Linked DNA regions of Gossypium hirsutum: regions 1, 2 and 3 are each linked to region 4. A link is a contact called in public Hi-C data. All regions are on one chromosome and are shown on one strand. The core of a region is the stretch at or near the end of the contact, and the rest is flanking DNA. Distances in the headings are between cores, read along the strand shown. Region 1 has its middle 25 kb from the start of LOC107900081. Region 2 overlaps LOC107900126 (a long non-coding RNA gene). Region 3 holds the start of LOC107900081 (subtilisin-like protease SBT1.7). Region 4 holds the start of LOC107900097 (probable protein phosphatase 2C 63).

Region 1 (3,224 bases), core at 199-2,698, 220 kb after region 4:
TCTGTTAATTCCCCCATTTCCCTTTTATTATCTATTATTTATTATTTCCTATTTCCCTTTTTTTTCTAACGTTTCTTTTCTGTTAATCCTCCCGAATAAAGAATTAGTGATTTAATGAAAGAATTAAATGTTACCGTTTAAAGTGAATGGGGTACTGAAAGTGATACGTGAGAGGATTCAAACATTTAGAATCCATTGGCTTTTCACATCATTTTTCTTTCCCCCATTTATTAGTCGATTCTCTTATCTCCTTCTCTTGCTTTCTTTTTTGTTTTCTTTTCTATCTTCCTCCTTTCTTCTCCTTTCATAACAAACCTTTGCCTTTTCATTTTTATTTTAGTTTCAGATCTATACCTTTTTTAATTCTATGTTAGTGGGTCTATTTTATTGTTTTTTGGTTCATAAAAAATTTGAGTGATTGAACATAGATTTGAAGTCGGAAACAACAAATGTAAAGTTTCTTCATCTTGTAATCTTGTTGCATGAGTTGTTTGTATTAGCTAAGTTTGTCATTTAAAGAGAACTATTTTAATGCCTTGATGATGATATTTTTTATGTTCTATTAAGTTCTTTGTGTTTTGTTGGTATTTCCAAGAATATCTTATTTTTTTTATTGGATGAAATTTATACAATTATAATTATATTTGTAAGTGATATTTGCTTTTGTTATTTTGTATTTTATGTAAATTTTCATTTCTATGCAACAATGTATACTTCAGAGATTGAAGTGAGAAGCAAGATTCTACTAGGTCAAAATTGTAAGTGTTCATTTATCTATTATTTTTCTTTTTTGTTAATTTTCAAATTGATATTTGTCACGTTCCATGAGATGGTATATTCATTGAATATGACGATACATTTTCCTTCTTGGTGAATAACCAAGCTTTTGAAGCTTTCAAGTTAATAATCTGTTAAGCTAATGAATGAAGGGTTCTAAACAAAACCAACAATTGTATCGATTTACCTATTTATTTGAAATACAACAATACAGAACATTCAGATAAACATAATATATTTTAAAGCTAATTAAAGATATAAGCTATAAAAATAATTATAAATGCTTTTCTTAGGAAAAATAATACTAGTATGAGAAATTAGTCGAGTTCCAAAGCTACATTAGGGGGTTTTGTTATCGATTTTAGTTCAATTTTCTAAATCTTATTTTAATTGCGTTTTCATCTCTATTTTTTTGTTAAATATATATGTTTCCTTATACTTCTATTTTCAGTTGATTTTGGTATGAGATTTTGGTTTTTAGCAATATAAATCCTTTGTCTTTGTCTTTATACATCAATTTTCGGTGGATGTTTTTTATTTTTGAATTCTTTGTTTCCCTTTGTTTTATTTTTTTGTTTCTCTTTACGGATCTTTCGTTTTATTTCATGCTTAGCAGAATATTGTTGGGGCTATGGGTTATTGGGCTTTCGATTCAATGTTAGGTGATTTGTCTTGTTTATGTTTTGGATTACTGGGTTATTGGGCTTATCTTATATTCGGTGCAAAATTTTTAACTGTCCTGCTGTAGTTAATTTTTCTTCTTATTCTACTCCAAGGATATCCTAGTCATATTCCTTCTCGGGATAAACTATTCTGCGGATATCCTGACTATGTTATTCCTGATTGAAAATTTCTACAGTCTGGTTCAATTGTTTTAGTGTCTGGTTCAAATTTTTTACGTTATTGAACCGAGCTATATGTCATACTTATTCCGATAAGGGATATCCCATTCAAAAGATATCCCAATTCGAGATATCCCATTCCACTTATATTCCAATTGAAGGATATCCCATTCTACCAATATCTTGATTTAGGGTCTGGGGTTTTATGTTTGGTTTTTATATATAGAATTTGTTCACACGTGATGAGTATGGTTAACAATTCCAGTGGTGATAGAAGTAATGATAAAAGAGAAAAGAAATATTTTACAACACATGGAAAGTTTTAACTAGTTATTTCATGTTGCATCTTCTTCTGTGCAATTATATTATGAGAAGTATATATTGAAGTAACCATGCATGGATTCAAAACAATCAGGTGAAACATAAATCCTTGACGATCATGAATCCCTTGACGATCATGAATCCCTTGACAATCATGAATCACGTTGTATGATTAATTTTAAAATGTCAAAATTTGTATTCACAAGCTTGTTGAGAGTTTTAGAAATAAGATACAATTTGCAAACTTTAAGACACATATTTTCTCATGAAATGTTGGGATTTTTTTTTTTTTTGTAAATCTTGGGCACCAATGTAAAGGTTTGGAGTAACAATAACTCAATACTTTGCAATTGTACTTAAGAAAGTTTCAACGATGGTCGTTGATATAATTTTACCAAATGATCGTTATTTTAGCTCAATACCCGAACAAATACATAATGATTCTAGATATATGTCACATTTTAAGGTAAAAATTTCAAATTATATTATTATATTTTAATATTTTTTAACTAAAAATATGCATGAGACTAATGATTATTTGTTTAGGATTGCATAGGTAAATTGATGGTACACATTTGCTGCTATTCTTCCACTAAATGAACAAATTCCCTAAATTAAAAGAAAATGTGTCTCAACTCAGAATATTATGGCAGTATGTGATTTTAATATTTGTTTCACATTTGTTATGTCTTGGATGTGAAGGATCAACGCATGACACTAGAATATTTCTTAATGCAATTTGAGATTCAAAATACAAATTTCCGCACCCACCAAATGGTAAGATATTTCATTTATTTCTTTTTTAAAATAATAAAGTATAAGTTCTTTAATTGATAATTAAAAAAAAGAAACAACTCTTGAATTAATTGTTTATTATATTATAACATGTAGGAAAATATTTTTTTGCTGATTCTGGATATCCTCAAATGAAATGTTATCTCGGACCATATAGAGGATATCAATATCATTTACCTAAATTTTGTAGAAGTAGTCCTATATCTGGTAAATAAGAGATATTCAATCATTCACATTTATCATTATGTAGTGTGATTAAATGAACTTTTAGTGTTTTGAAAAAAAAAGGGTCATTTTAAAGGATATGTCAAGTTCTAGTTTTGAAAAACAAACAATGATTGTTGTTGTTACAATGACAATACAAAATTTTATCCGAAAACATGTCAGTCGAAATGATGCAGGTCTAATGGAATAGAAAATATTGACAGAGTATATGAGAATATTATTGATCTAGAAGATGTGCATGATGGAGAAAGTGATGAAGCTGAT
Region 2 (3,630 bases), core at 611-3,110, 160 kb before region 4:
ATCAAGTTGAACCAATCGATCTCGAAGGTTCTTCCTTTTCTTGTCATGTGCGTACTTGACTCTTCGTCCCCATTTTTGTAGGCCAGCTCAAAGATTTTCCAATTTAGCAAGAGCATCACTTGATTTCTCATCCCATAGTTTCCTAATAACATCAGCACAATTCGGTTCCATAAGCCACCAAGATTTAAACTTAAAGCGATTTCTCCCATCATGTGCACTATTTATCTCTGTTTTGATTAGATTCGGACAGTGATAATAGAATCAATGCATAAGATTATGTACCTTGTAATTACTATACAAATTGAGCCAAGCATTATTTGCCACTCCCCGGTCTAGCCATTCTCGAATATTTGTGGTCTGGAAGTTGCCCCTCTCCCATGTATCCTTCTGTCCCGTATAACCCAAATCGACTAATTCATAATCTGTTAAGGCCTTTCGAAAAGCCTCCATCTGCCTTTCATTTCTTGTTGCGCCTCCCGTTTTTTTATGAGCATACATAATCTCGTTGAAATCACCACATATACACCATGCTTCTGAATTTGTTTCTTGTAGCCTTCGAAGAAGATTCTAAGAGTCCTGCCTATCTGAGACTTGTGGATTCCCATAAAATCCAGTGAACCTCCATTTGTTTGAGTTATCTTCATCAATAACTTCAACATCAACATGAGATTCTGAATAGCCAAGTGATTTTCGTTCCATGCAAGGCAAATTCTACCACGTGTACCCGTTGCTGATATATCTATCCCGTTCTGAAAACCACATTTTCTCCTAACTCATTCCATGCGTCTATGATCCAATTTTGTCTCCATTATGAAGACCAGTTGGGGTTTGTAGAGTTTCAACATATGTTGAAATCTCCTACTAGCCTGGGGATTCCCCAGTCTCCAGACATTCCAGCTTAGGAGTTTCATGGCTTCCAGTCGGCTTGCCCATTGGCAGCCGCCGATATAACTTGTGTTAGTTCTGAACTAACGTGGGAAACAGCCTGCTTACAATCAAAATTGGCATAACTATCCTCCCTATCCTTATTTTCCTTTACTTTTTTAACAGGACTTTCATTAGTGAGATATGTCGCATTCTCAACTAGGCTTTCATGATTAAACTTGCGTTTATCCAAGATCCTTTCTGACATATTTGCATCAAAGTTCTTCTTGTCCAATCTACGCCAGCTGCTTCTGTGGTATCTCGGTTGTTGTGTTGCTTCCCATTCTTCATAATTTTTTATCTCCACTTCATCTATCTGATTTTCTGCCATGCTACTTTGGTTTTTCTGTAACTTTTCCTCCACATTGGTCATACCCTTTCCAAGACTTTCAATACCATCATTAAATTTGTTATTTCCCCCCCGGTCTTCTGCGTCCAGAACATTTGGGTCTTTTTTTGAAATTTTTGCCATCATCATATCTATCTGTCTTCGGCATCAATAATTCTGTACTGCACTTACCGTTACTATCTGGTTCTTCCATGCCTGTATAGTTACACTGTATCATTGTTTTCTTTTTCAGGGATCCGAGCCATATGCTTTCTTTTCCTTTGATAGAAGATTCAGCTTTAAGCGCTATTGAATAAGGTAAATCATCTTCTGTCTTTACTCTTTCTTCAAATGAAATACTCGTACAATCTTTAACCCCATGCCTTGCCGACCACACCCAAAACAGAACGTTGGTAGTGATTCGTATTTGAAAGGAAGCCAGGTTCTTCCTTGATTGTTTGGAGAGACAAACAGACCTTTCTGTAGTGGTTTCTGCACATCTAAATTGACCTTAAGGCGACAAAAGTCCTCTTTAATCTCTGATCGTATCACACCCCCAAACGTGGATCCCACCGCATGCATTAGGTTCTTTTTGTCACATTCTGGAGGACTTGGCCCTATTTTTATCCAAAAAGGGGGAAAGAATCAGTCAATCTTGCCTCGCTCCAGTGGTTCCGTTATTCGGTCAAGAATTACTAGTTGTTTCCAAAAAAGCCATGGTCGCCCTTCCATGACACGCTCTAAATCATCCTCATCTTCAAAAATTATTGAAAACAGGTTCTGCCCCACAATATTAATCTCGAATTTCTTTCTAGTTTTCCATACACTCCTTAATTGTGCTCTCAAACTATCTGGGTTATATGATTTCTTTGTCCAAACAGTGTAGATCAGCGTTGGATTTTCTGCCGGAGTTACTAGCGAACTCTTTACTGTTAACTGGATCAGTTCTTCTTCAAAAAGAGCTAATTCATTTTCTGCTTCCATACCCTCAAGTCACCACTCGTCCGCTGCCAAAGCACAGTAACCGTTGTTTCTTTGGGATGCTCAGAGAGCACTCTTGACTTTTTAGGGTTGTTAATTAGTAAAAATAACAAAATATTATTATACACTCATCTATATCTATTAATTTCAATATAAAACCCCATCCTTCATTTAAAAAAATAAAATATATTAAGATGATATAAAAAATATAATTTTTAGGCACCAATAAAATAGTGCCACATTATTAAATTTTAAAAATAACAAAATATTATTATTGCAGTATTTTATATTAATTAAATCTTTATATCTGTGGTTTTGTGTTTTACTATTATGTTTAAGGTCTGAAATTCGAATTGTATTGTTAAAAGTTTTATTATTTTAAAACAACCCCATCCATGCATTACATAGTTAAATGTAATTCTATGTAAATTTATATTAAGAATGAGTTTGTTGGTTCACTATTTAAGTCTCTGTATTTTGTTTGGCCCCGTGTTCGAGCCCCATCGTATGTGTTAGGAAATATTTTGCTTCTTGTCGAAAAATTTACTAGTGGCTGAGACAAAATATTTTAAATGTTTCTTTTTTTTTTCCCTTTCTTTTCCCCTTTACATTTTTGCTTCTTTCCCTTCTCTTTTTCTTTTTCCTCTTCTTTCGCTTTTTGTTTTTAAATCGTTTGAGCGTGTTGTTGTCGATCGTTGGACTTCTCATTCTAATCTATTGTACGGGTCGGGTAAGTATGTCTTCTGTGATGTCAATTGTGTCAATTTGTTAAAAGTTCTAAGAAATGACGGTGTTGTATCGTTGATAGTTTGCGCTAATGGATAATTTCTCGTGGTTAAACAATGTTGGTTCTTTATTTTAGGAATAGGTGTTGGAAGTAACAAATCTCGGCAGGTTAATTCGAGTAATTGCAGTTAATCTTTTGTTAAGTGTCAATTTCGTTGAAGATTTTATGTCGAAGTTTTTGACATAAGTTTCTGTGTATAATTGTGCTTCATTGTCGTTAAATTCAGTTGATTGAATGATTGAATGGTTGTTTTAGGCTTCAAAGACTCTCTATGTTGTTTTCGCTACACAATCTCTTTAGGTGCGTACCAAAAACCCCTGTTTTTGCAAATTTCAAACACTGGAAAATGTGGCTGTCAACGTCACACAGCCAGAGACGTAGGCGTGCGACCAGGCCATATGGTTGGCTATGTAACTCACTGATCATCGAATTTGAGCCACACAGGCAAAGGACACAGGCATGTGTTCAGGCAGTGTGTGACCATGTTATTGCATGGTTCACAAGGTTAAGGACATGAGTGTGTGTCCAGGCCGTGTAACTCACTGTTTATGATTTAGGATCACACAAGTAGATAACATGGGTGTGTACCCAAGTCGTTTGAGCCACACGG
Region 3 (3,723 bases), core at 750-3,249, 190 kb after region 4:
ACACAAATTCCCGTTGGTAGCATTGCTAGCATTGCCAGCATAAACAAATGGTAGCATCTTTCCAGGCAAGGGGCTGCCTCGGTAAAGCGACACGCCGGAGAAATTTTTGCCGTTTCCAAGGCTAACGAAAGCAGGGAAATCACGATCCAGTGTGCCTGCACCGACAGTTGTAATCCACGGAGCCACGTTTGATAAACTGTAAGGAGCTGGACCAGCATTTCCGGCCGAACAAGAAACTAAAATCCCCTTCTCCATGGCAGCAAAAGATCCGATTGCAACACTATCCCTGTAATAATCAGACATGCCACCGCCGAGGGACATGGATAGTACATTAACGTTGTCATCAATGGCCTTCTCCATGGCAGCCAAGATGTCTGAACTGAAACATCCACCGATCCAACAAACCTTGTAAACAGCAACCCTAGCGCGCGTGGCCATACCACGCGCCGTTCCTTGTGCGTAACCAAACAAGCTAGCTCCTTCCACCACCGACCCTGCAGCGGTGGAGGCCGTGTGAGTACCATGCCCATCATCATCTCGAGGTGATCTTGATTCCTTGGTCTCGTCAATTGCACCCAAGGCAGCCTCATACCCCTTAGCAAAGTACCTCGCACCTATCAATTTTTTATTGCAATTTGCGGAGGTAAAATTGGTGCCTGATTCGCACGCGCCTTTCCAGCTGCTTGGTATTGGTCCAAGCCCCGTATCAGCAAAGCTCTTGCTCTCAGGCCAAACACCAGTATCCAACACACCAATAACAACTTCACTCGCCGACTCAGACTCAGGGAACAAAGCAGCAGCTTGACTGAGTCCAAGGAACTCAGGTGTACGAGTCGTGTGTAACTCGTATCTTACCTCGGGTAAAACCGCGAGGATCCCTGGTTGGCTCTCGAGTTGCTCAGCTTCTTCATCAGTTAACTGAGTAGAGAATCCATGGATAACGTTGTCGTAGGTATAGAGCATTGCAGCCGAGCCGGAAACTGACTTCAAAGAGGAGTCATACCAGTGAGTATGGTGCTGGAAACTCGGAGGCATCTCGGATTTAGCCATGTGCACGATGTAAGTCTTTCTGCTACTCTTCTTCTCCTCCAATGGTGCAGCCATGGGCACGTGGCAAAGACCAAGAATCAGGACAATCATAAAACACTTAACCATCTCCATTTTTGTTCACTCTCTTCTTCACCAGAAAGAGAGGAAAAGCAATAGAGATGAAAGCTTGGATAAAACTCTTGATTTTATACAAAAAGGAACAGCTGTTTTCCTTTATTAAATATAAAAGAAGAGAGAGTGAACGTGGTCGTAGGACGGTGGTGGTTGTCTTGTTGTTTGAATGATTGGTTGCAAACCAAAAATAAATAAAGGAGAAAAAGAAAGAGGTGATGGAGGTTAAGAGCTGAGATAAGATACTAATAACTTTCTTTCACATGATTTCATGCTTTTGTGTTTATCCGTTGTCTTCAAATCTTCTCTTTTATTCTCGAGGCTGAGAATTGATTCTCTCTTCCTCCTCCCCTCTCAAGGCTGATGATAACTGTGTATTTCCTTTTTTTCTTTTTGCAGAGTTAAGGGGAACAACAATAAAGCACAAAAAGCAATAATTGAGAAGGGAAAAAAAAGGGCTTAATCCTTTCAATTATTTGTTCATTTAAGAAAAAACAAAGGATGGTTAAGCGATTACCATCTAGTCATTTGGGAAGATGAGTTGATGAGGAAGACGATAATTCAAGATTAAATTTGCATAAAAGGAAATTAAATAATAAGACGGTAGGTATAGTTAGTATAAAAATAATTTAAGATATCATGTGATGCCATAAAATAACACAAATTTATAAATGATATTTGAAAAGTAATGGCAGTAAAAATTCGTGAAGCTTAGAATTTCAAGTGCCCAAGTAGATAATATTTTAATTACGGTTGGCTGCTCTTTGAAATGAATATAATACAAAAGATGTGTATATGAAATTCATCAGACAGTTGAGTTGAATATGGATTATGTTTTGGAGGTTATAGATTTGCAATTCTTGATTCTGTCAGTATATTAATAATTATTTTTAAAACGACATAGTTATCAATTAGGTCTAACAGTTTGACTATAAAAGTATGAATTTGAAGAAAAATAATTTGGATAATTTAAATATTAATTTGTATTTAAGATATTAATAAATTTTTATTGTGTTTATTTAATTTTACATTATTTTTCCAGTTCACGGGCATTTGTCTTTGGCTCTTTGCTTCTTTCTATATTTATTATTTTATGCAACACGTTTGGAAATTATTGATGGGAGGTATACCCGCCAACCAACCATCCCCTTCTTCTTGCCTGTGCCCAAATAAATATTTAATTTAATAATAATTACAAATTGGTAAATGTTTTTGAAGGTGAATATTTAATTTAATGTGTAATTGGATTTAGATTTATCACAAATAATATATTAAACTATAGGCAAGTTCAAAATTGAATTCAAAAGTTGCTCACTTCTCATCTCACCAGTGATTGAAATTTATTTGGCAGAGAAAAGAAGGGTTAGATTCAGTGTAGGACTGATTTTCGTTTTTAAAGTATGTAATTTCTTTTGCCTATTGTTCAAATTGGGTGAGCAAAATTTGATTCGATTCGAAAAATTTGATAAAATTTTTAAATTTTGAATTAAATAGTTCGAGTTATTTGAGTTAATCAAGTTATTTGGATAAACTCGAATAAAAAAATAAGTTTTTTTGTTTAATTCGAGTTATCTAAAAATCCGAATAAGAAAATGCAAAACTACATCATTTTGATAAATGACTATATTTTTTAAAGTTAAAAGTCAAAACTATTAAGTTAAAAGGTAAAACTACGTTGTTTTTATAAAGTTTACTAATTAAGTTAAAAGGCAAAACCATTATATTGTTTATGTTGTTAAATAATTTTATACTTCGTTTGCTAGTTAAATAATTGGTTCATGTAAGTGCAACATTGAGTATAAATAATAGGATTCGTTAACTCGACTCTACTTGACTCTAAATTTTTTGACTCAATTCGATCTGATTCGAAAAAAATTCAAATTGAGTTCGGTTGCTAAAATAGGATTCGTCAACTCGACTAACTCGAAATTTTTTGACTCAATCGAATACTCACCCCTACTTATACTAACCTGGATTGAAATGTTGAAAAAACTATTTTCTTTTTTTTTTTTAAATTGAATACTATTAAATTTGTTGGATATTAGTTCCACGTTGTGGGGTCCGGTCATCACGTGTAGACATTGGACGCCATGATGCCATACTTCAATAAAAATCAAATTACAGCACAAGATCTCTAATATTAATAAGTTTCATTTTAACCACTTAATTAACATTATTTATTTATAAATAATTTGTTCCTCAACTGTCATAAGTATGGCGTATTAACTCAATATGCTACAAGGTTAATACCTAGCTCTTGAATTAGGATAAGTTATAATAATATTCTATTTTTTTTATATTTAATAGTTTTTTTTAAATAGAACGCTTTTGGAGAAAGTGTGTGAAAATGAGTTTAGCTAGGCATGTTTTCCTCTAACGATCATTTCCCAACGGTCCAATTTTAAACGAGGCTAATGGTAAAATTTTTTAAGGGGCAACGATTTTTTTACTATAAATACCAAGCCATTTTTCATTCTTTTCACTCAAATCCAACTATCTATTCTCTTTAAACTCTCAATTCTTTCAACTCTCTCAATTTTCTCAAGTTTTGTTTGAAATTTT
Region 4 (3,271 bases), core at 584-3,083:
TCATTACATCTACTAATATATTCCGTTTTGGGCACAAAGGGGGTCGCAATCCGGGACAGAGGAATGAGTTGTAACGCTCGGATTTGAACCCAACCAACTAGATAGTTAGATGAACCAATTAGTTAAACCATGAAATCTCACCCAATCATCTTTTTACTTTCTAGGAACAACTATAATCAAAATACTCACATTATTTGGAAAGAAATACTCACATTTGACATATCATAATATTCAAAGAAACAGTTAAAAACTACATGATATGAACAATAGGCTAAGAAAGCATAAACAGTTGGTAATATAAGAGAGGCCATTGGAACCTCACAAAGGATCAAGGTCTTCATATCTGCAAAACATGCCTAAATAATGCTAGCTCAAAAGGTTCATTTCTTCTGTTTAAGAAAGGGTGTTCACCCCAATCTTAATTGGTATTTGGAGGCATAACCTAAAGAATTAGAAGCCAAGGAACTGGCCGTTTGGATTGCAATTTACTGAAGAGAACCTAAAATTTCACCTGGCTAACATTAAGCAGATCAAATGCTCATCAAGCTGCAGGGTCCAACACTAATCAATAATAGTTCAACATTGCAATTGCTATTGTTACTTTACGATTTTAACTATCAAAACACTGAGGCCGTTGAGTAGAGAAACAGAGGGGAATTCGAGAATTTGGTACCTGAATTATGCCCTTTATCCGCCAAACTCCATGGTTATACACCACAATATGAGAATCATCGGGGTGGAGCGCCACAACCTCCTTCCTCACCTCTTCAACCGCGACATTATGATCGGTTGATAACCGTTCGGCCACCACTTGATTATTAGGTCCATTTGGAGACACTCTCCGGCCAAGAACCGCCCTTGAGTCACCAAGATTAGCCACATATAAAACATCGTTTGCAATTGCCCCAACAAGACAACAGGAACCAACAGAAGCGATTTGTGGCCTGCCTGGCCACGATCGTTTCACTAAGTGCAGAAACTCCTCCTCAGTAGCATCAAAGGCTTTCTTTATTACTTCTGCTGATAACCCTCCATGCTCTGATGCAAACTCTGCCACAATTGAACCAACCAAAAGCAAAAAACAAAATGAATCTCTATTTCTCCTGTATATAAATTGATCAAAGGCCAAGGTTCGTTTACTTGTATGATTGTACCTTCAAGGTTGAAAAAGAAACCCAAGAAAGAAGAACTTACTATGAAGAAAAGGGAACAAATGTTGAGTGATGAAACGGGAAGCCTCAGGTCCACCATGGCCGTCGTAGACGCCGACGTAAGTGGCGGAAGGGGAAGTAAACACCTGACCTTGATCTTCCAAAGAGGAATTGGCTTGAACAACTGCTATGGAATAGTCCCCAGAAACGTAGGGCTTCAAATCCATATGCCATAAGAGCTCATCGCCTCCACCTCCACCTCCTCCAAAGCACATCTCTAACGGCCTTGTGCACATCTCCAACATCCTCTCTGACTCAACTTGGACCTTCTTTGAGAAACAAGAAAAGTTGTACAAGGAATCTCTAAATAAAAACAATGGGATTTCTTTAGGGAAAGAAAACAGCAGTGGATATTTCCAGGAAGTGGAGTTGTGAAATGTATGATAAAAATGAGATTATAGTATTTTGTGTTTCTTTTTCCTTTTATGTTATAAGTTTTCTTTGAAGTTGATATTTTGGTAAGTGTAATGGGAGTTTGAAACAGGACAGAAAGACGGTTGAAATTTGGAATGGTTCAAAGTAAACGGTTAATCAAATAAGAGAAAAAGAAAAGTGGGGATTGACGTATTTGTTGGGAAAACTTATCCAGTGGATGTCAGCTACACAGAATCCAATTCCTTTACAAACTAACGCGTTGCCTCCAAATCTATCCTCTGCTTTCTTTCTTTATTTTCACACTCCCATGAATCCCATGTTTTTTTATGCTTTTCTTTTGCCCTACCTATTCCTCTTCCCACTTTTCCACTTTATCAATACTATATTTATTTTCTATGAATTTGTTCATTTTCAAATTCTGTTTTTTCAGTTGTTTTATTTGGACATTATATGAAAATACCTTTACCCTTTGAAGTAAGAGTGTTTTAGCAATTTTAATGTTGAGCTAGAGTTAATCTTACAAGTTCATGGAACAACAATTTAATTAAAAAATTATTAATATATACTTTAATATACGAAGTAACATATATTAATACGATGATATTTTTATATTTTCATGAATTTTAGTATAATGAAAATTAAATTTAAGGACACTTTAATTTTATGTTTTTAACTTATCTATTTCAACCAAAATTTTCATTCGTCTTGATATAATTTTTTTTAAAAACATATTTTTTAGATTGATTTATTTCATTTACAAAGTGAGTGTATCAAAATTTAGTATATATTACAAGGATAGAAAAAGGTTACTCATACACCGAGTCCAAGAGTGTGTTAATTGAAAAGTGAGATACAAATAATTTACCATTTCGTTTGTGGTTAGGTAGATTAAAGTTTATCAAATATTATGATACAATGACTATTTTTAGTCATATATCTTTTTGTTGTTACAATAACAATAATATCAACCTAATTAAGGTTATTTTGAGTTTAATGTAAATAATTAATAAAATATTAAAATATGATTATGAGATTAAATAGATATAATTTATATTTAAAAAGATTGAAAACAACAGGTTCAAGTGCTATTTTTTTTAAGACAAGATTTTGTGAATTTACAATATAAAATATATCACTAAAGATTTTTTTTATATATTTTTAAAAATTTCATTCAGATAAAATCTAATTTTTTTAATTACGCTATTTAATTTAATGTAATATAAGAAAAAAGAAAGAGAAACAAGGAATCATGAAAAAATCCATGGAAATGGAAACGCAGAATATGAAGGCGAAAAAAATGAGTTTCACCCCTTCTTTTTATTTCCATAATTGAAGGCTTGCCTGACTTTAAGGTCTTGATTTTTGACTAATTTATGTGAATTTTGATGAGAAAAAGAGAATTTCATTGCCGTGTCTAAAAAATATCAGCAACGCTTGAAGTCAAACAGTTGTAATGAAACACAGCACATGTCACATTTACATGGAACGAGGATTTGTTTTTATGGAAAAATTGGAGTTCCTTGCCCAAGTGGGAGGGGTTAAAACAATAAACAATTTTGACTTGGGCCCCATTTTTGTTGAAATTACTTTACATTAAGTTTTTCGTAAAGCAGAGTAGGAATTTATCCAATCATCTAATTTAAAAATCTAATCTTTAATCAGGAGATCATTTTCATATCAACAAA

What was found. Hi-C and Micro-C count contacts between places; a contact is called where the count stands out from the background.
Region 1: a Hi-C map of leaf shows a contact between it and region 4, with 2.6 times the contacts expected there. The contact joins the enhancer-like site here to the promoter of LOC107900097 in region 4. A contact is called at or near these places in 3 of 34 Hi-C or Micro-C datasets (callus and leaf).
Region 2: a contact with region 4 is called in a Hi-C map of leaf, with 3 times the contacts expected there. The contact joins the enhancer-like site here to the promoter of LOC107900097 in region 4. A contact is called at or near these places in 3 of 34 Hi-C or Micro-C datasets (callus and leaf).
Region 3: a Hi-C map of leaf shows a contact between it and region 4, with 2.3 times the contacts expected there. The contact joins the promoter of LOC107900081 here to the promoter of LOC107900097 in region 4. A contact is called at or near these places in 5 of 34 Hi-C or Micro-C datasets (callus and leaf).

Annotation. Positions count from the first base shown.
Region 1 is chrA11:64,501,550-64,504,773 of Gossypium_hirsutum_v2.1, reverse strand. No RefSeq gene overlaps it. Among protein-coding and RNA genes, the nearest start is that of LOC107900081, 25 kb to the left of the region's middle. Within about 2 kb of position 1,448, at least 1 of the 9 cell types and tissues checked has an H3K27ac peak or open chromatin away from gene starts, as enhancers often do. A contact at or near this core is called in leaf, where this site is marked.
Region 2 is chrA11:64,877,126-64,880,755 of Gossypium_hirsutum_v2.1, reverse strand. LOC107900126 (a long non-coding RNA gene) reads left to right here. Exons shown (of 7, transcript XR_001684824.2): 5 at 1,506-1,570; 6 at 1,659-2,029; 7 at 2,134-2,364. Among protein-coding and RNA genes, the nearest start is that of LOC107900126, 5.2 kb to the left of the region's middle. Within about 2 kb of position 1,860, at least 6 of the 9 cell types and tissues checked have an H3K27ac peak or open chromatin away from gene starts, as enhancers often do. A contact at or near this core is called in leaf, where this site is marked.
Region 3 is chrA11:64,526,386-64,530,108 of Gossypium_hirsutum_v2.1, reverse strand. LOC107900081 (subtilisin-like protease SBT1.7) reads right to left here and starts at 1,999. Exons shown (of 1, transcript XM_016825794.2): 1 at 1-1,999. The coding sequence starts at 1,161.
Region 4 is chrA11:64,720,702-64,723,972 of Gossypium_hirsutum_v2.1, reverse strand. LOC107900097 (probable protein phosphatase 2C 63) reads right to left here and starts at 1,833. Exons shown (of 4, transcript XM_016825807.2): 1 at 1,195-1,833; 2 at 674-1,050. The coding sequence starts at 1,456.